2 separate regions of the Mus musculus genome follow, and region 1 is linked to region 2. A link is a contact called in public Micro-C data. All regions are on one chromosome and are shown on one strand. Each heading gives the region's core, a stretch centred on a gene start, on an enhancer-like site or on the middle of the called end of the contact. The rest is flanking DNA. Distances are from core to core; before and after follow the strand shown. Region 1 holds the start of Hmx3 (H6 homeobox 3). Region 2 holds the start of Denn2b (DENN domain containing 2B).

Region 1 (4,475 bases), core at 1,926-4,425, about 22 Mb after region 2:
TAAATAAGGCAACTCCTCGTCTCATACAGCAGCATCCTGAAGCTCCAGCAACTGCGGTCAGGCTCCACATGAAAAGAAAAGGCTGCAAGGAGAAAACTAAAACCTGCCTTAAAGGGAGACAGAAAGCCAGAAGAGTGAAAAGCAGGAGAGAACTCTTCCAAAGGTGGCTAGACCTGCGGGAATCTGCAGGAGACGTCCCTTGGTTTCTCTCATAACTCAGTTTTTTTGTTTTTTGTTTTTTTTAAGTGCTGTTTTCTAAGGGTGGTAGGGAATATTAGGGCCTAGGCTTTTAAATTCTTAGCATAGATTCTGTGTTTTCTTCAGGTACTTCTGTAGGCTCGAGGATGCCCCATAGAGGGCGCTGTTTGCCTGGCTTTTAAGGCAGCACGGTGCTGGCAAGTGGAGGGAACAAGACTTTCTGGAGAACAAGTAAATTGCTATCCAGGCACCCGAGCTTTTTCGAACCAGAAAGGAAAGCTCAAGTCAGTGCTTCCTGATGTTGACGTCCAGCTGGAGATGCTGACACCCAGTAAAGAGACCCTTTCCTCTAGTGAATACACACACACACACACACACACACACACACACACACATGCTCACATTAGGAAAGATACATGCTGGATCGGCCCAAGTAAGCTGCCTCTTAACTCTTCTTGGGTCCACACTTCTGGGTCTAGTCCTAGAACTGAGATCGGCCAGAAGCCGTGGACCGAATGTCTTTCACGCCTGTCTTCCTGGGACAGATATGTCTTTCAGGTCTACGGACTCATAGATGGGTTTGTTGCGGGTTTTGGTTTTGGTGTGTTTGTTTGTTTGTTTTTGTTTTGTTTTGAGACACAGTGATTGAACACACGGCCTCTCTGGGTAGGCAGAGAGTAAGGTAGCACTGACTCACAACGACCACCTTTCCGAGAAGTGGAAAGTGTTTCCTCTTTCCCTAATTTAAAAGAGTCCTTGTACATCAGAACTTTAGCAAGCGTGCACACGTCTGCAGCTTCTCCCTCACCAGACCCGCACATACCCTTGGGAGCCTCCTCAGCCTAGTGGGCCGCCAGGTTTGCTGTGCGCAAGCAGTGAGCTCCGAACCGATGTCGTCTATTCAAGAAGAACGATTTCTGCTTTGGGTGGGTGGGTGGGGGTGGCCGCTGCTTGTCCCACACTGTTTGGGCGTCTTAGGTACAGCCTCCTCTCTGGACACCTTTTCTCTATAAAATCTGAGCGTATTACCAACCCTGCTTGAGCCTCGGAGCTGTGATTGGCTCCAACTCGGATTTTAGATGATGCGCCCCTGTGCATTCCAGTAAAGCCTTATACGAAATCAAAGGAATAATAGTAACCATTTATAGAAGCGCTACTTACAAGGCAATAGTAGGGTTCGTTACCGAGGGTGGATGTCAAAACTTTAAATACGACCTTCAAGACTTGGTAGAGGCGGTTCTGGTGCCTTAGGTCTGAAAAATAAAATAAACCTACTTCTCATTTGGGGACCCAAAACTGTCCAGGCTGCGCTAGGTAAGCAAGAGGAGCTTGAATTAGGCAAGACTCAACCGAAAGATAAAGAACGGGCTGAGGCGGAGGAAGTTCAGGTGTGAAGGGATTTTCATCCAGGCTGAGAACAAATTGTCATCTTTCTCGGGCCAAGGAACTATCACCAGGGGAAAGGACCCCATGGAAATCTAGAATTGAACTGATTGTCTCTCCGGCTTCCTGCTTGACCCAGGGAGCTGTTAAGGTCGAATGAGTCCAGCTATTCCTCAGAGGCCCGCCGAGATTCTCCAGGGACTTGGAGGCCCTTGGGACATGCTGCAGGTGTCGTTGCCAGGGTCACAAACGAGAAAGGTACTCTTCTGCGCCTTCGGTTCTTGGCGCCTATATTAAAGCATTAGGCAGTTCCAAATGCCACCCTTTGGGGGGAAAGTGCTGTGTTCAGATCGCAGGCTTAAAGTTGATCTTTGAGCCGCGGACACAGTCACCAAGAAAAGAGCGGTGTCCTTCGGAGTACAGTTGTCAGTGAGGAAACACCGCTACCCCGACAGTTGCACAGGGGAAGCGCGTGCACAGAGTCGCATACCCAACTCCTACTCCTGAAAGATTCAGAATCACTCATCCATTTTCAGGACCAAAGGCCAAGGCTACGCGGATTCCTAAGTCGGCAGACTCTCGACTAGACGAAGAGCGGGGAAGCTCTTTTTGGCCGCACCCTGATTAGCAGGTTTGGGGAAAGAAAGTACTGAGTTCTTTCGGGGCCGGGGAGGCGCCCTACTTCCTGGACCCGCACGGCCAAGGCTTTCCAGCCGCGTGGGGCAGCTGGCCTCTGCCAGGCCGGGAGGGGTGGGAGAGCGGCCGCTGCTAGCGCGGATAACCCGGAGGTGACCCAGGCCAGCCTGCTCTGCCCCTCCCCCTCAGGCAGACCGGACAGCAGCCAGCCCGCAGCCGAGCTGCAGGGGGTAGAGGGAGGTGCTTGCTCCAGACTGGAGCAGGTCCGTGCGCTCCGGCCCGCCGGGGGCGTCTCCTTCTTGAGGTCCCTCGCGCGCCTCCCGCTTGGTGGGAGCTCTCAGAGTGCCTCTTTAGCGAGAGCCAATATCCTTTTGTGCTAATAGGTTTGTCCTCATTTGCTGCCTAATTGGACTATATAAAGCCAATAACAGGCGGGCTCTCATAGCCCGAAGCCAAAGCGCCAAAATCCGAGGGAAGGCGAGGAGGGGGCGGTAGAGGAGGCGGCTGCGGGGCCTGGGCTCGGCTGCGCCTTGGCCGGCCTAATCCCATTTGCCATTGTACGCGCCCAATCGCCGTATACTCCCCGCATTTAACTTGGATGACATTTTGATTTCATCATTAGCATCCGGCGCCGGATTGACGCATCCCCAAGCCGGGGACCGCTCTCGCAGCCTCCTCCCGGGGAGCCGCAGCTCCTACCGGCCCCCTCGCTCCCTCGGCGCAGAGGCAGGTCCGCTCCCCGCCCCTCTGGACCCCTCCCCCCATGCGAGCCCGCCCCGGCCCGGTCCCCACCCCGCCCTCCCGCGGCTCGATTCGCGCCCGGGGCGGCCCCCGACTTTGAGCCCCGTAGTTGAGTTCCGTTTATGGTCTGATTTCCGGCCCCTAGCCTGCTCGCCCCGCCGCCCGCCGCCCGCCTGTCCCGCTCCCGCCCTCCGTGGGACCCGGAGGACTGGGGACCATGCCGGAGCCCGGGCCGGACGCCTCGGGCACTGCCAGCGCGCCGCCCCCGCAGCCACCGCCCCAACCTCCCGCGCCCAAGGAATCCCCGTTCTCCATCAGGAACCTGCTCAACGGAGACCATCACCGGCCGCCCCCGAAGCCTCAGCCGCCCCCACGAACGCTCTTTGCTCCGGCCTCGGCTGCTGCCGCCGCCGCCGCCGCTGCGGCCGCCGCAGCCAAAGGTGCCCTGGAGGGCGCCGCGGGCTTCGCGCTCTCGCAGGTGGGCGACCTGGCTTTCCCCCGCTTTGAGATCCCAGCGCAGAGGTTTGCCCTGCCCGCGCACTACCTGGAGCGCTCCCCGGCCTGGTGGTACCCCTACACCCTGACCCCCGCCGGCGGTCACCTCCCGCGACCAGAAGGTACCGACCTCTCTTTGAACTTTCGTTCTCCCCTCTTTCCCTGTGGGCCGGTCACATTCCCTCTCAGAGATGGTGTCACTGCAGTTAGGGATGCCCCGACACCTGCCAACCAGAGTTTTGGTTAACTTCCTTCGGCCTCTAGCCAGCATCTTTCCTGCGCCGCTCGGCTACGAGGCCAAGGAAACCAATCCCACTTGCTGAGAAAAGAAGTGCAGTTGGAGGCCCGGGCTCTGCGATTCCCGGAAAAAAATTGTCCTCCAGCAGGAATGGGTGGCTTGGGATGGCCTTGGGGGGTGGGGGGGAGGCCTGGAAGGCAGGGTTGAACCTTAGCAGTGGAGAATTTTCCCGCTGGCCCCTGGCGTGGGAAACGCGAGATAAAAGGAGCGGCCCTGATCCCACCATTGCCTGGCCAGTCCTAGAAAGGCGAAGAGATCTTAGATCTTTCTGCCCCACTGCAGCCCAGCGGGGACACGGGAGAACCGAGGCCCAGGGCCAGTAGCCCGAGGCCAACGTGTGGGTTGCGCTTGGTGCTCCCAGATCCCTGCCTCGCTCAAGGCTGTGTCGCTGTGCTTGTGTGTGCGTCCGTTTGTCTGTCTCCCCAGCCTCGGAAAAGGCCCTCCTGCGAGACTCCTCCCCTGCGTCCGGCACCGATCGAGACTCCCCGGAGCCTCTGCTCAAGGCTGACCCCGACCACAAGGAGCTGGACTCCAAGAGCCCGGACGAGATCATTCTGGAAGAGAGCGACTCGGAGGAAGGCAAAAAAGAAGGCGAGGCGGTGCCTGGCGCGGCCGGGACGACCGTAGGGGCGACTACGGCGACACCGGGCTCAGAGGACTGGAAGGCGGGCGCCGAGAGTCCCGAGAAGAAGCCGGCGTGCCGCAAAAAGAAGACGCGCACCGT
Region 2 (4,660 bases), core at 194-2,693:
CCCCTCCACAACTCAAGAAACCCTGTGATGGGCATCATTAATGGGGAGGGGGTTGTTTCCTATTTCCAAAGCTACTTCATAGACAGTGCAAGGCCCCCGCTCAGATATTGTTGTGCCAGTCCCTCTGCCCTGTCAAGTGTCCCAGATGGACTTGAAACTCACTGCAGGCTCCTCTCTGAGCTTCATTAGCTACTTTGATTGTTGTTACAAGTCAGACATAGCAGCATGGAGATAAGAGAGCACGAGGTAAAACCGACCAAGCTGCTCAAAAGTTTCCACATAAGAACTTCAACAGTGCTAGAGCGATGAGAACTCATTTTCCTATAAAAGAACCTTCCTGTGAAAATATCCAGTGGCTTTGTGCTAAATAAAAGCAGAGTGAAGCCTAAACATCTCCGATTCAGCCAGAGTGAGATTAGCTAGATTTGCAAAGTCAAGAAAATTGGCAGTTTCCCTCCTCCTCCCGGAGCTAATAGAATCCAACTGTTGGAGTATGACATCATTCTCGACCCCCAAACTCTGAAGTGAAGAGCACAGACACTGGCCTGCCATAAACAGCCCGACTCAAAGCAAGGGGCTCAGAGGTGCCCTTACCTGGTAGTCCGGGTGATTTCTTGCCCACTCCATTCTCCACAGAGGCTGGCTCACACCACAGTCGCTTAGGGAGCCCAGGGCCCCCAGATCCACTGGCTTAAGCTCCAGTACCTGCTGCGAACTTCCCACAGCTCCTTCCTCTGACCTTTCAAGACACTCCTTCCAGCCAAGTGAGCAGAGCTAGCGCAGCTAGCCAGTCAGGCTGGTTGTCATGGAGACCTGTCCTAGGCTGCACACACGCTTGCAGGCTTGCTCTCACTCAGCTAGGCGCTCTCCCTCAACCCGGTGTCCCAGGAGCGAGCTAGCACGCGCACGTTTATGCGTGCGCGTGCTTCTACACATTCTCTGAGTTCTAGCCGGCCTTGAAACAGCGCGGTCTTTTGATCGGCTCAGTTTATGCATGCATTCCACTCCTCCTACCTCCCTTCCAGTCAACCAGGAGCCCAGGTCTGTTCCTGGGAACTTGCTGCAACAACCCAGAGGGGAGAAGGGTGAGGACAGTGAGTGGACTTGTTTTCCTCCCCTCTAGTGTCTCAGCTTTTATAACTTGGAAGAATCCCTGCCAAAGGGGAGGGAGCTAGCTGAAGGCTTGGAGGGGAAGCAAGCACTTCCTCTGGGTCCTGCAGCAGCAGCGGAATGAGGAGGGACCCTGATGCGTGCTGCCTCAACTTGTTTGTTCGCTTGGGATTTTTCAGGAGCATTTGGGGCAGAAACACAGTTCACATCCTAGAAGCTGGCCTAGACTGGCCTCTCTGGTTACCTTGTTGACTGTTCAGGTCCTGGAGACAGCTTTTAGCCAGTACAGGGTCCCATGGTACTAGTGCCAGAGCCCAAGCAGTCTCTTGTCTTCCTGCAAAGGAGAAGAAACAAACTAGATCAGGATTAGGAGGAACACTGTTTAAGTCTACAGTCAGAGCCAGGACATCAAACACAATGCAAACAGCCTCCTCTCTGAACAAAAGATCCACAGCCCAGGCCTCCAATGAGAAACTGTACAAGTGCCAGGGCCGTACCTGGGACACAGAAGGCCCTTTTAGTAGCCCTATGTATACTTTTGCTTGGATGCTGCCTAACCCTCTCAAAATAGATGTACTAGTTTGTTTGATGCTCTTAACACACTGGTCAGATAGGTTTGCTACCATTTTATAGATGGGATCACTGAGGCCCAGAGAGATCAGATACTTGATCCACACTTACCTAACTAGTTAGGAACTGAGAGTAGAGACAAGTCAAGGGTCTCCTAGTCCTTTATGTTTTGCTATAAAGTACACAGAAGCCTGATCTTGAAAACCAGCTCATTTTCTAAGAACCACAAGTGTGGGCCTCCAAGGGAAAGTGAAGACTCTATCTAAGTCCTGTTAAGGTAAATCTATCTGCCACCCTTCTAGCCCAAAGATTTAATGACCGATAACATCTATGACATGCACAATATCTGCTGCAAACTAGAGAAAAAATGCCCTGCCCTACCCCCAAGTACTATCTTACATCTTCCCAAAATAACCTCCCAAATCCTGGTTCATTTTTTTCTCTGACAGAGTAGTCCTAAAAGTTACGACTGGTGTTATATTAATTTAACACATTTTAAAAATGTATCTAAAGTAAAGTTAAATTACTTGCTCCCATTTACTGAACCAGGAAATGAGAGATCCAAAACCAGTGTCCAAGCCTTTCAACTTTCTGGCATACATTAAGCAGAACAGTTGCCAAGAATACCAGAGCTAGAGTCACAAGACCTTAGCAGTGCCTGACCTCATCGCCAACTGGCCACCTGTCACTGAGCCAGCCTCCTCCCGACTTTCTACTTTCTATGAATATATCTCATACTGGGGTGGCAGAGGACTAGGGTGTGAGGTGCAGTGTCAAGGTGCTATTAGTCAAAAACACTTCAAATTAGGCACTCAGCTCTCATCCACCACCCCCCAATTGTTAGTACCTCTCCTCCACCAATCTAGTAGATATATTTTTCAAGTAGAACTCGGGGTTGGTAAATGGATTGACTGCATGTGGGAAGGTGGAGGCTGATGAGGATGAAGACAATGAGGCTCAAGGAGGCCATTCTCCAATGCTGCTCCTCAAAATAATGCTGGGGGAGGGGTGGGGGGGCCCTGATGGAATCTGTAACGCTTATCCCTTGCAGAATTCCTTGTGATGTTGACTCACCTTCAGTATGCTACAAAATTCCCAAAACCAGACTTTGGTTGACTTGAATTTAACTCACAAATATATGCTGAAGATAATACACAAAAACACGACATAAAACCCAAGTAGAAATGGCAGACTACTACAGATCCTTAAGTAGTGATAAGCCCAGAATCCCCACATCTGCATAGGAATTCAGTATCACTAAAGCTCTGTTTCTCTTTCCTCTTAAACACAGCAAATTCTGCTCTTTATCTGAACCCAAGGAACACACACCTGCCTAGTCTCCGAACCCAGATGAGGCAAGTCCACCCCTTTCTACAATAAGATCAAATTCACTGGAGTTGACAATATCAACTAAAATTTTCTGGGACCCTTCCAGTCAAACAGTGTGAGTCAGGCTACCAAAGCAGAAAGTCAGTCACTAAAGTAATCTAAATGTTAAAAGCCCTAAGACCAGACACACAACGCAGGCCATGCTCCCCCTAGCGGCACACCGGAGTTAGAGATTCTTTGGTATCTTGTCCTTAGAAAGAATAAAGTTGGGGCCTGAATTGGGGAGACCAGAACCCTTCTGTTGCATATGAGCTCCTGGAACTGGAAAGAAGCAAGGCCAGCCGACTTCCTCTGTTGCCTCTGCAGGACTGGATTCAGATCACGCCTGATTGGCTTTTTCTGAAGGAGGATTGTACAGACCCACGTTGTCTGCCAGTGGGTCAGTCAAGCTTGTAATACCAATTTCTCAGGAGGCTGAAGTAAACTGCAATGTCACCAACTGCCTTGGCTACAGAGGGCAGTCTGGGTAATTCAATGAAATCTTGTCTCAAAATTAAAAATAAGGGCTATAGGGTTAGAGAGATTGCTCAATGGCTAAGAACATAGTTACTTTTGCAGAGGAACCAGGTTTGGTTCCTAGCACCCACATGATGACTTACAACCATCCATAACTCCAGTTCCAGGAGATCCGATACCCTCTTCCAACCTCCATGGCACACGAATTTTACACAAACACACACACAGGCAAAATACTAATATACATAAATAAATCTTTAAAAATAAACAAACAAAATAAGGATGTGGTTTGAATATGCTTGGACCATGGGAAGTGGGACTATTAAAAGGTGTGGCCTTGTTGAAGGCAGTGTGTCACCGTGTAGGCAGGCTTTGAGAATTCCTAGTGCTCATGCTCCACCCAGTGTGGAAGTAAGAGTGTCCTTCTGTTGCCTGTGGGCCAAGATGGAGAACCCTCAGCTCCTCCAGCACCATGTCTGCCTGCATGGTACCATGCTTCCCACCATGATGGTAATAGACTGAACCTTTGAAACTGTAAGCCAGCCCCAATTAAATGTTTACCTTTATATGAGTTGCCTTGGTGATGGTGTCTCTTCACAGCAATGAAACCCTAACTAAGACAGAGAGCCAATGAGATTGTTCAACAGGTAAAGGGACTTCCTACCAAATCTGCGAACCTTAGCTCAATCTCTAGGATTCATACAGTGGAAAGAGAAAACTGAAGTTGTCTTGGACTTCCATATGCATATCATGGCATGCATTTACCCATATACATACCCAAATAAATAAATGCAATATTTTCAATAAAATGCAAATAAATAAATAAAGTGCTTGGGAGAAAGCTCAAAGAGACAGCACTGACAGACACACAAAAGGCTCTCGATTTCACCCTAACACTACAGGGAAAAAAGAAAAAACCACAAGTACATACACATACTTGGGCCAGAAACCTGGGTGACATCTCCAGGTCTCTTTCCCTTCCCACTGCAATCCATTTACCAAGCCCAAATAATTCTACTTGAAAAATATATTTAATATATGTCCCCTTTTCTCCACTTCTATCACTGCCTACCCATTCAGTAATTACTGCAGAAACCCAACTATCCTAGTTTCACCTCTTGCCCTCAAGGAAAAT

What was found. A called contact is a pair of places that touch in the nucleus more often than the background predicts.
Region 1: a Micro-C map of embryonic stem cells shows a contact between it and region 2, with 26 times the contacts expected there. The contact joins the promoter of Hmx3 here to the promoter of Denn2b in region 2. A contact is called at or near these places in 2 of 39 promoter capture datasets (both in embryonic stem cells), 5 of 484 Hi-C or Micro-C datasets (all in embryonic stem cells) and 2 of 115 datasets of contacts at active chromatin or transcription factors (both in embryonic stem cells).

What each region holds. Positions count from the first base shown.
Region 1 is chr7:131,539,788-131,544,262 of GRCm38.p6, forward strand. Hmx3 (H6 homeobox 3) reads left to right here and starts at 3,176. Exons shown (of 2, transcript NM_008257.3): 1 at 3,176-3,575; 2 at 4,178-4,475. The coding sequence starts at 3,176.
Region 2 is chr7:109,615,704-109,620,363 of GRCm38.p6, forward strand. Denn2b (DENN domain containing 2B) reads right to left here and starts at 1,444. Exons shown (of 20, transcript NM_001001326.1): 1 at 1,355-1,444.